2 separate regions of the Mus musculus genome follow, and region 2 is linked to region 1. A link is a contact called in public HiChIP or PLAC-seq data. All regions are on one chromosome and are shown on one strand. Each heading gives the region's core, a stretch centred on a gene start, on an enhancer-like site or on the middle of the called end of the contact. The rest is flanking DNA. Distances are from core to core; before and after follow the strand shown.

What was found. HiChIP or PLAC-seq counts read pairs in DNA pulled down with a chosen protein or histone mark.
Region 2: a contact with region 1 is called in an HNF4G HiChIP or PLAC-seq map of pancreatic cancer cells. The contact joins the enhancer-like site here to the promoter of Mllt3 in region 1. A contact is called at or near these places in 12 of 39 promoter capture datasets (the 3T3-L1 cell line, 3T3-L1-derived adipocytes, the C10 cell line and 8 more), 1 of 15 datasets of contacts at CTCF or cohesin (CD8 T cells), 19 of 484 Hi-C or Micro-C datasets (the C2C12 cell line, the G1E-ER4 cell line, LSK cells and 15 more), 6 of 115 datasets of contacts at active chromatin or transcription factors (CD8 T cells, the SCID.adh cell line, bone marrow-derived macrophages and 3 more) and 1 of 9 other capture datasets (liver).

What each region holds. Positions count from the first base shown.
Region 1 is chr4:88,031,129-88,034,746 of GRCm38.p6, forward strand. Mllt3 (myeloid/lymphoid or mixed-lineage leukemia; translocated to, 3) reads right to left here and starts at 2,279. Exons shown (of 11, transcript NM_027326.3): 1 at 1,956-2,279; 2 at 396-576. The coding sequence starts at 1,967.
Region 2 is chr4:88,069,480-88,073,299 of GRCm38.p6, forward strand. No RefSeq gene overlaps it. Among named protein-coding and RNA genes, the nearest start is that of Focad, 23 kb to the right of the region's middle. Within about 2 kb of position 2,567, at least 12 of the 459 cell types and tissues checked have an H3K27ac peak or open chromatin away from gene starts, as enhancers often do. A contact at or near this core is called in CD8 T cells and pancreatic cancer cells, where this site is marked.

The sequences.
Region 1 (3,618 bases), core at 1,029-3,528:
TCCAGGAAAGGGGGGGGGGGGGGTGTGGAAAGGTGCAAACTGTTTATTCCCTCCAGCTTTGCTCTCCAAACCTCCAAACCCAGTAACTAATTACATGGTCCCCAAAGGACCTACAGCAACCCAAGAGGGCTGGGAGGAATAAACACGCGACACCTGACGGTCCTTTCTCTGTGCTGACTTTCCCTAAGCCCAAGTCGAACACTCACGCGCGCGCGCGCCCGCGCGCGGGCAGCAGAGACCTGGCCAGCACGGCGCCGCGCCCCCGGGTCCCAGGCTAGCCCGGCAAGCGCGGCGCGGGGGGCGGGGAACGGCCCGGGGAGCGCCGGGGCCCCGCGATTGTTTCCTCCCGGAGCAAAGACATTTTTTATCAAGTCTCTTTTGTATTCGAGCCCTACCTCTTTTTGGCCTAGGGAAGCTTTCGTGCAAGTGGAAGACGACTTTCTCCACAAAGTGCTGAATGTTACTGTGCTCCGGGCCGCGCACGAACACCATCCAGTCGTGGGTGAAGCCCTCCACTGTGGGTTTCTTCCTCACCTGGGCGCGGTGCCCCAGCTCCAGCTTCACCTGCACGGCACACTGCGGGCAGGGGGAGGAGAGACAGCCGTGAACAACAGGAAGGCGACCGTTCGCTGCTCAACATTGCGCCTGACATTTTTTTCCCTCCTCCTTGAAACGCACATAAAAGGAAACGGCAGTGCCCTCTCCATCCACGTTTCACGCGCGTGGGCGCGCACACCCCACACCCCCAGATACACCGGGCCGGGCCGCAGGGGCCCCCGGCGCCGCTACACAGCGGCCGGGATTGTAACGGAATGTTACCCCTAGTCGCGAAGGGGGTCGGGGAAAGGGGAGAACACGACCACCACGGCAAGCACGACAACAAACGCGTCGGTAACAAATTAGGAGACAATCAGGAGGGGATGCTGGGGCGCTTTCCCGGCGTGGGAGGGGAGGTGGCTGAGATAGGGGACCGGGGTTTCTAGCGAGCCCCCTCCCCGAAAGTACCGCGGCGACAGGCACACGCCGAGGAAGTCTTTGTGTACGTGTATGTGTGCGTGCGTGTGGAGCGCGGTGCCAGGCGGAATGGAAACTACAGGCAGCCTCTGCTAATGGGCACAAACTCCCGTGTTCTTTCTTACCACGGGGTTCGTGCACAAGAATGAAACGTCGTCACACATACACTCACTCACGCCCGCACGAAAACACGCCAAGGCATCCCCAACTCAAAGCACCCCGCACCCCTCGGCGAACAGCCCCCCACGACCAGCAAGGCCAGCCCAACAGAGCCAACGCTGCACACTTTCAAGAGCCAAAGTGGTCGCAAACTCCCTCCAGCCTCCCCCCACCCGCCCCCCCAGCGAAAGCCACAAAACGCAGAAAGGCAGGGCTACTGGCGGACCGCCGCGGAGCCCCGGTCGCGCACACCGGCCGCTGGGGCAAAGTTGCGAGCAGCCCCGCCGCTGTCAGCCCGCACACTCGGGCTCACGCGCGCGCCGCGGAGAACGCACCATCGTGGCGGCCGCGGCGCTCGGCGGAGGTGCGGCCGCAGAGGCTGCTCGCCGCGTCCCCGGACCGTGCCCGCAGCTCCCGGCGGCGGCGGCGGCTGAAATATGGCTGAGTTATTATTCGCCTCCTTCCACCGGGTGTGAGTGTGTGTGTGCGCGTGTGTGAGCCAGAGGGAGTGTGAGTGCGCTTCTTGCGATTGCAAAGAGGCGAGGCGGGCGGGAGGCGCGGGGGGGGGGGTGGCGGTGGCGGTGGCGGCGAGTGTGCGAGTGTGTGCGCGCGCGCCGGGGGGGGGGGGGGTGGGGAGGAGGGAGAGGCGGCAGCTCCCCGCGAGCAAAACCAACCTTTCTCTAATTGGAACCGCGGAGCGCTGGCGCTGTCTGGGCTGCGGCGGCGCGGGGCGGAGGAGGAGAGGGAGGGGGGCTTTTATTATTTTTTTTGCATGTACTTACCGAGCTAGCCATGCCTGGGGGCCCGGAGGTTTGCCGGGGTGTTGTGTGGTACCCCCCCTCCCCCGCCCCCTTCAGCTGTAATTCATGAAGAGGCTGCTATGAATGAGAGCGCGCCCGGGAGCTGAGGGTAGATGGCGGACATGCTCTGCCTTGGCCCCCACCCCACCCCGTGCTCGCTCTCTCGCTCGCTTATTAAACTCAGCCCCAAAAGCAAAAGCAGCAGCAGCAGCAGCAGCAGCAGCTCCGGGGCCAGAGGATGAGTCCGGAGCATGCGCCGTGGCGCCTGACACCCGGGCTTCGAGCCTCTAGGGGCGGAGGGAGGGCGTGCGGGCGGGGCGGAGCGCGCGGGGAGGCCGAGCGACCGAGCCAGGGGGAGCTCGAAAGAGCCAATCAGCGGCCGCCTCCCCGAAACCCCGGCGGCCCGCAGCGCCACACTGGAACGCCTCGCTTAAAGTAACAGGTTCCTGATGGGGGAGGGGGGAGGAAATGGAGGGAGGGGGCCCGGCACTGGGAGAGCGGCCAGCTGGGGAGCCATCCCGGCCCCTGTGCAAACTCCGTTCTCCCTACAATAAAAAACGGATTAAAACTGCTGGAATGTGGCCACTGCCTGGAGCCCCCCAGCCGCAGGAGAAGGGGTTGTTAAATCAAGTCTTTGGCGGTAGTGAGCACGTTTGGGAAGGGGGAGCGGGCTTGTTTTTACTTTCCACCATGGATTTTTGCGGGTTTGTGCTGAAATCGCAAGAACGCACACCCAAACAAACTTATTTAAACAGAGAGCAAGAGAAATCCACGCTACCAAAGAAAAAAAAGAAGGGGGAAAAAAGCCTCCTGATAGCAATCTCTGGGACTGAACAGCCCCCAGCAACCTTAAATCCCTTTCCCTATCTACTCCGAGCCACCAACCTACCCCGCCCTCCCACCGTCGCCACTGAAAACTTTAAAAAAGAAAAAGAAAAAAAAAGAAAAGAAAAAAAGAAATGAACGCGAAACAAGAATGCCATTTCCTTCCTAGGAAACGCCTCCCGCCTCGGTGTTCCCGGGCTGAGAACCGTGCCCAGGTGGAGGCGGGACACCTGGGAGTGCCCGTCGCAGAGCCTTAGGGAACCCGCTTCCCAGTTGTTTGCTTCAGGAGGCTTCCCCCTCGCTGACAACCTGCTGGGTTGCATCAGGGTCTGCCCTCTCTCTAAGGGCGCGCCAGACTACTGGGAACCTTAAAATAGATAAAGTTAATACTGACTATAATGTGCATAAATTGGATTATAATCTTTAGGCATATTGGTGACAGCCAACATAATCCATCTCTGGGTATTAATCCATTTAGGCTCCCGGGTGACAACCCCTCGCAGAAGTGTTCTAGAGTTGCTCTTCTACAAATGCTCCATCTCCGATTGTAGTTTGTCTCAGTGGCCACGGGTAGAATATCAAGCCATACGTGAAGCGAAAAAAGAAGAAGAAGAAGAAGAAAGAAAAAAAAAAGAGTTACTAGCTTCCTCTAGAAACACAGACAACCTTTAAAAAGGAAACGGATAAGATCTAGACGATATACGAAAATGAAAGATGGGTGTGACTTTTGTTTCGTTAAAGTTCTTGTACCTCTCTGGCTCTTAACTCCTTTTTTGAACTGGTTTGGGGTGGTGGCTGTTTTCCAGAGTTTATCTTTTGT
Region 2 (3,820 bases), core at 1,317-3,816, 39 kb after region 1:
GGATGACACTGGCCTATGATCCCAGCACTTGAGAGGTGGAGGCAGGAGGACAGAAGTTCAAGGCCATCCTTGAAACACCAGGCCAGCTGGTGGTGGCTGCTCACTCCTATAATTCCTGCACTTGGGAAGCTGAGAACAAAAGGCTGCCATGAGTTTGAAGGCAGCCTGTGCTACAGAGTGAAACCCTGTATGGGAAAAAAAAAAAAAAAAAAAAAAGGATTTCTTGTCTTCTTTATTTTTTTCTAACTAATCAACTCTAGAATCACTATGTCAAGCTTCAAGAGATATCCCATTTGGCTTTTGATTGGAGTTGCATTAAACATATAAATTAATTTGAGAAGAACTGGCTCTTTTATAAAGTCATTATTATCCAGGATCTTGGTAGGATCCTCATTCATTCAGGACTTCTTTTATGATCTTCAGTAAAAAAGTAGTTTTATTTATACCGTTCCTGTCCATTTCTTGTTATGGTTAATCAGAGATATTTTATGTCATTCATTTCAAAATCAATTACAATCTGACTTCTACCTATTAATCTTAATTCTTTTGTTACTAAAATGTGGTGTGGAGAGAAAGGAGAGGCAGGAATTATTGCAAGGACACTGAAGCTCAGAAGAGAAATGAATGATTGGTAAAAGAGGCTGGGCTGTTGCCTGGCTGAGGCTGGGATCCATGAGCTGAAACAAAGCCACACTCTTCTAACCCACACTCATCTCTGTCCTTTCTCAAACTCTGCTCTTTGTTGCTGATCTCTTATGCTTGCATAGATCTGTCTTCTGACTTTATTCTGATATTTCAATTATCTGGAAGTATAGGGGATGCTTTTCTGGTGCATTAGCTGGGGCTCTCTAGAGTAGCAGAACTAATAGAATAAATCTCTTTATATATACATATATAAACATATATATGTTGTGTATGTATGTATATAGAAAGATTTACTAGAATCACTTACAGGCTACAGTACAACTAACCCAATAATAGGAGTTGAATATGAACAGAAAGACTAAGAATCCAGAAGTTGCTCAGTCCACAAAACTGAATGCCTTAACAAGTCTTCAGCAGTTGATGTAATTCTAAAGAAATAGGCTCCAATACCAAGGAAGGAATGGACTTGTTAGCAGGGTGACAGCAAGCAGGCAAAGAGCAGAAGCTTCCTTCTTCCATATTCTTATATAGGCTTCCAGCAGAATGTTTGGCCCAGATTTAAAGTGTGTCTTCTCTCCTCAAGAACTGCATTAAAGGTGAGTGTTTTTCTATGTCAAAGGTCTGGATTAGAAGTGGATTCACCCACCTCCAACCAAGAAAAAAAAAAAAACAAACAAAAACAAAAACCTCTCACAGGTGTGAACTCCATTTCTGGATTGTAGTTCATTTCAGATGTGGCCATGTTTACCCAAGAACAGCTGTCACATCTGGATTCCTTGGAGCCCTAATAGAACAATGGGCTTTGCTGGGATATGCCCATAGACATTGAGACTGTGTCTAACACAAGTTATGTTCTTGTGCCTGTGAACAGGGAAGCAAGTAGTATGAAAGTGGGGACCTCTGGAAGGTGGGGCAGGAGGCAGGCACTGAAGATTACTATCACTCTGAGAGGTCTGCTGTGGCTGTCTTGCTGTTTCTTTTCATGTGCTTTACTCTTAGAAACCTTTGATGCAATTGAAAAACATCTCAAGTTCTCTCCTCTCCTGTTTCAATTTCACATTCTGTTTTACTTTGGTTTTGTTGAGAAGAGGGAAGGACTCACTGTGTGGCTTTGCATTTCTGATCTTCCTGCCTTTGCATCCCAATGGCTGGAATTAAGGGTTGTTGGTGTCCAGTACCATGGCTAACATTTTTATTTGTTTGTTTGTTTTCATTTAAAATCTCAAACCTTTCTTCTCCTACCTATCCTTATTTGTTTTGAGTAGGCTTTTATCTTTGGCTTCTTTCTCTTCTTCTAAGTCTTCATAACCATTTTATTCTGTGGCTTACTTTTTTATGGAAACTTCTTAAGATCTATTTCATTTTTTAAAGATATGGTTGCATGCATGTGTTTTGGTTTGCTTTCTACTGTTGTGATAAAACAATATGTCTAAGATCAACTTGAGGAGGGGGCGGTTCTTTGTGATAGACTGTGGTCTCAGTCAGTATATCATAGAGAGAAGCCAACCAAGGAACTCAAGCAAGACAGGAACCTGGAAGCAGGAATTGAAGCAGAAGCCACAGATGAATGCTGCTTATAGACTTGCTCCCTTTGGCTTTCTCTGTTTGCTTTTTATATACCCCAGGTCCACCTACCCAGAGATGACATGTCCCACAGTGGGCAGAGACCTCCCACATCAACCATCATCCAATGAAATGACCACAGACCAATCTGAAGAAGGGAGTTCCTCTTCCCAGATGATTCCAGCTCTTCAAATTGACAAAAGCAAAACAAAACAAAACAGAACAAAAACTAACAAGAGTGAATGTCTGTGCACATGACTGTATGTCCTAGAGGAAACCAGTTACATATGGTTAGGATCCTGCCTGCTAAACATGAACTCAGGTCTCTCTGCAAGAGCAAATGTATGCTTTTTAAACATTGAGTCATCTCTCCGGTATTCTGTGGTTTTAATTATCAACTGCTTGAAGTTGATTCTCAAATCCATTGCTGCAGGCCACCTCGCATTCCTTCTTTAGATCCATCCTCTCGTCACTAGAATCTAGTGAGACTTCAACTTGCTGTGACTACAGTTAGAGTAGTGACTTAAATTGTCTTTTTGTCATAGTATACACTGAACATGAGTGTTTTAGAAACATTAATTCTTCCATTTTTGACCTGTATTCAAATAGGAGCATCTTGCTGTTATTTAAATTTTATCTCCAGTAAACAAAAAGCTAGACATTGCATAATAATTAGAATAACATGCTAGAAAGTGACAATTTACAGATTTTTGTTCTTTGCTGCTGAGCCTTTTTTAAAAAGACTGTCTAACTAACTCTCTGGGTAGCCCAGGATCTACCACCCAGATTACAGGTGTGTGCCACTGAATAAAGCACAGCTGAGTCTTTTTATAGCTAACATTCCTAATTGATGATTATGATGAAGACCCAATTAACACATGGTAAATCATTTCACAGTCCATGAACAATTAAGGTAAGCACAAAAAAAATATGTGCTGTTCTTGTATAATTTTGCACATATATTCTATAGCTGTGATATGAACATTACGTTTGATTACTAACAAATTGCAACATATAAGGTGTCACCTCTTTCTAGGAGATTCTAATGAATTAAGTGATTTAATTTAATGCGGCATACAAACAGCAGTCTCGTATATAAAATATATCTACTTCAACTCCAAAGCCAATATCACACTGTGATGGGAGCTGTTAGAGATATCCTGTTAATATCAGGAAAGGTGCCCCAGCGGTGGCACCGGATGCCTTTAATCTCAGCATTTGGGAGGCAGAAGCAGGAAGATCTTTGAGTTCAAGACCAGCCTGATCTACAGAGAGAATTCCAGGACAGCTAGGGATACACAGAGAAACTCTGTCTTGAAAAACAAAACAAAACAAAACAATGAGGAGAGGTGTAAAAATATCTACTATCTTTCTTACTCAACACTGTACTGGGTGAGGCATCAATCTCACCTAGAAACGAGAAGAAATGCTAAGTGTTACAATCATAAAGTGCCAAGTGCAGGAAGCATAACTGCTGTCCTAATGCCTAGGCTGCAGCTAGAGGCTCAGGAATTTGATGCTAACCTGGGCTACACTATGAGATCATGTCTTTAAAAAAAGATAGAGCTAGGTGTAGTGGTGAAATCCTTTCAGGAAGATTTCTGTTCGTTCA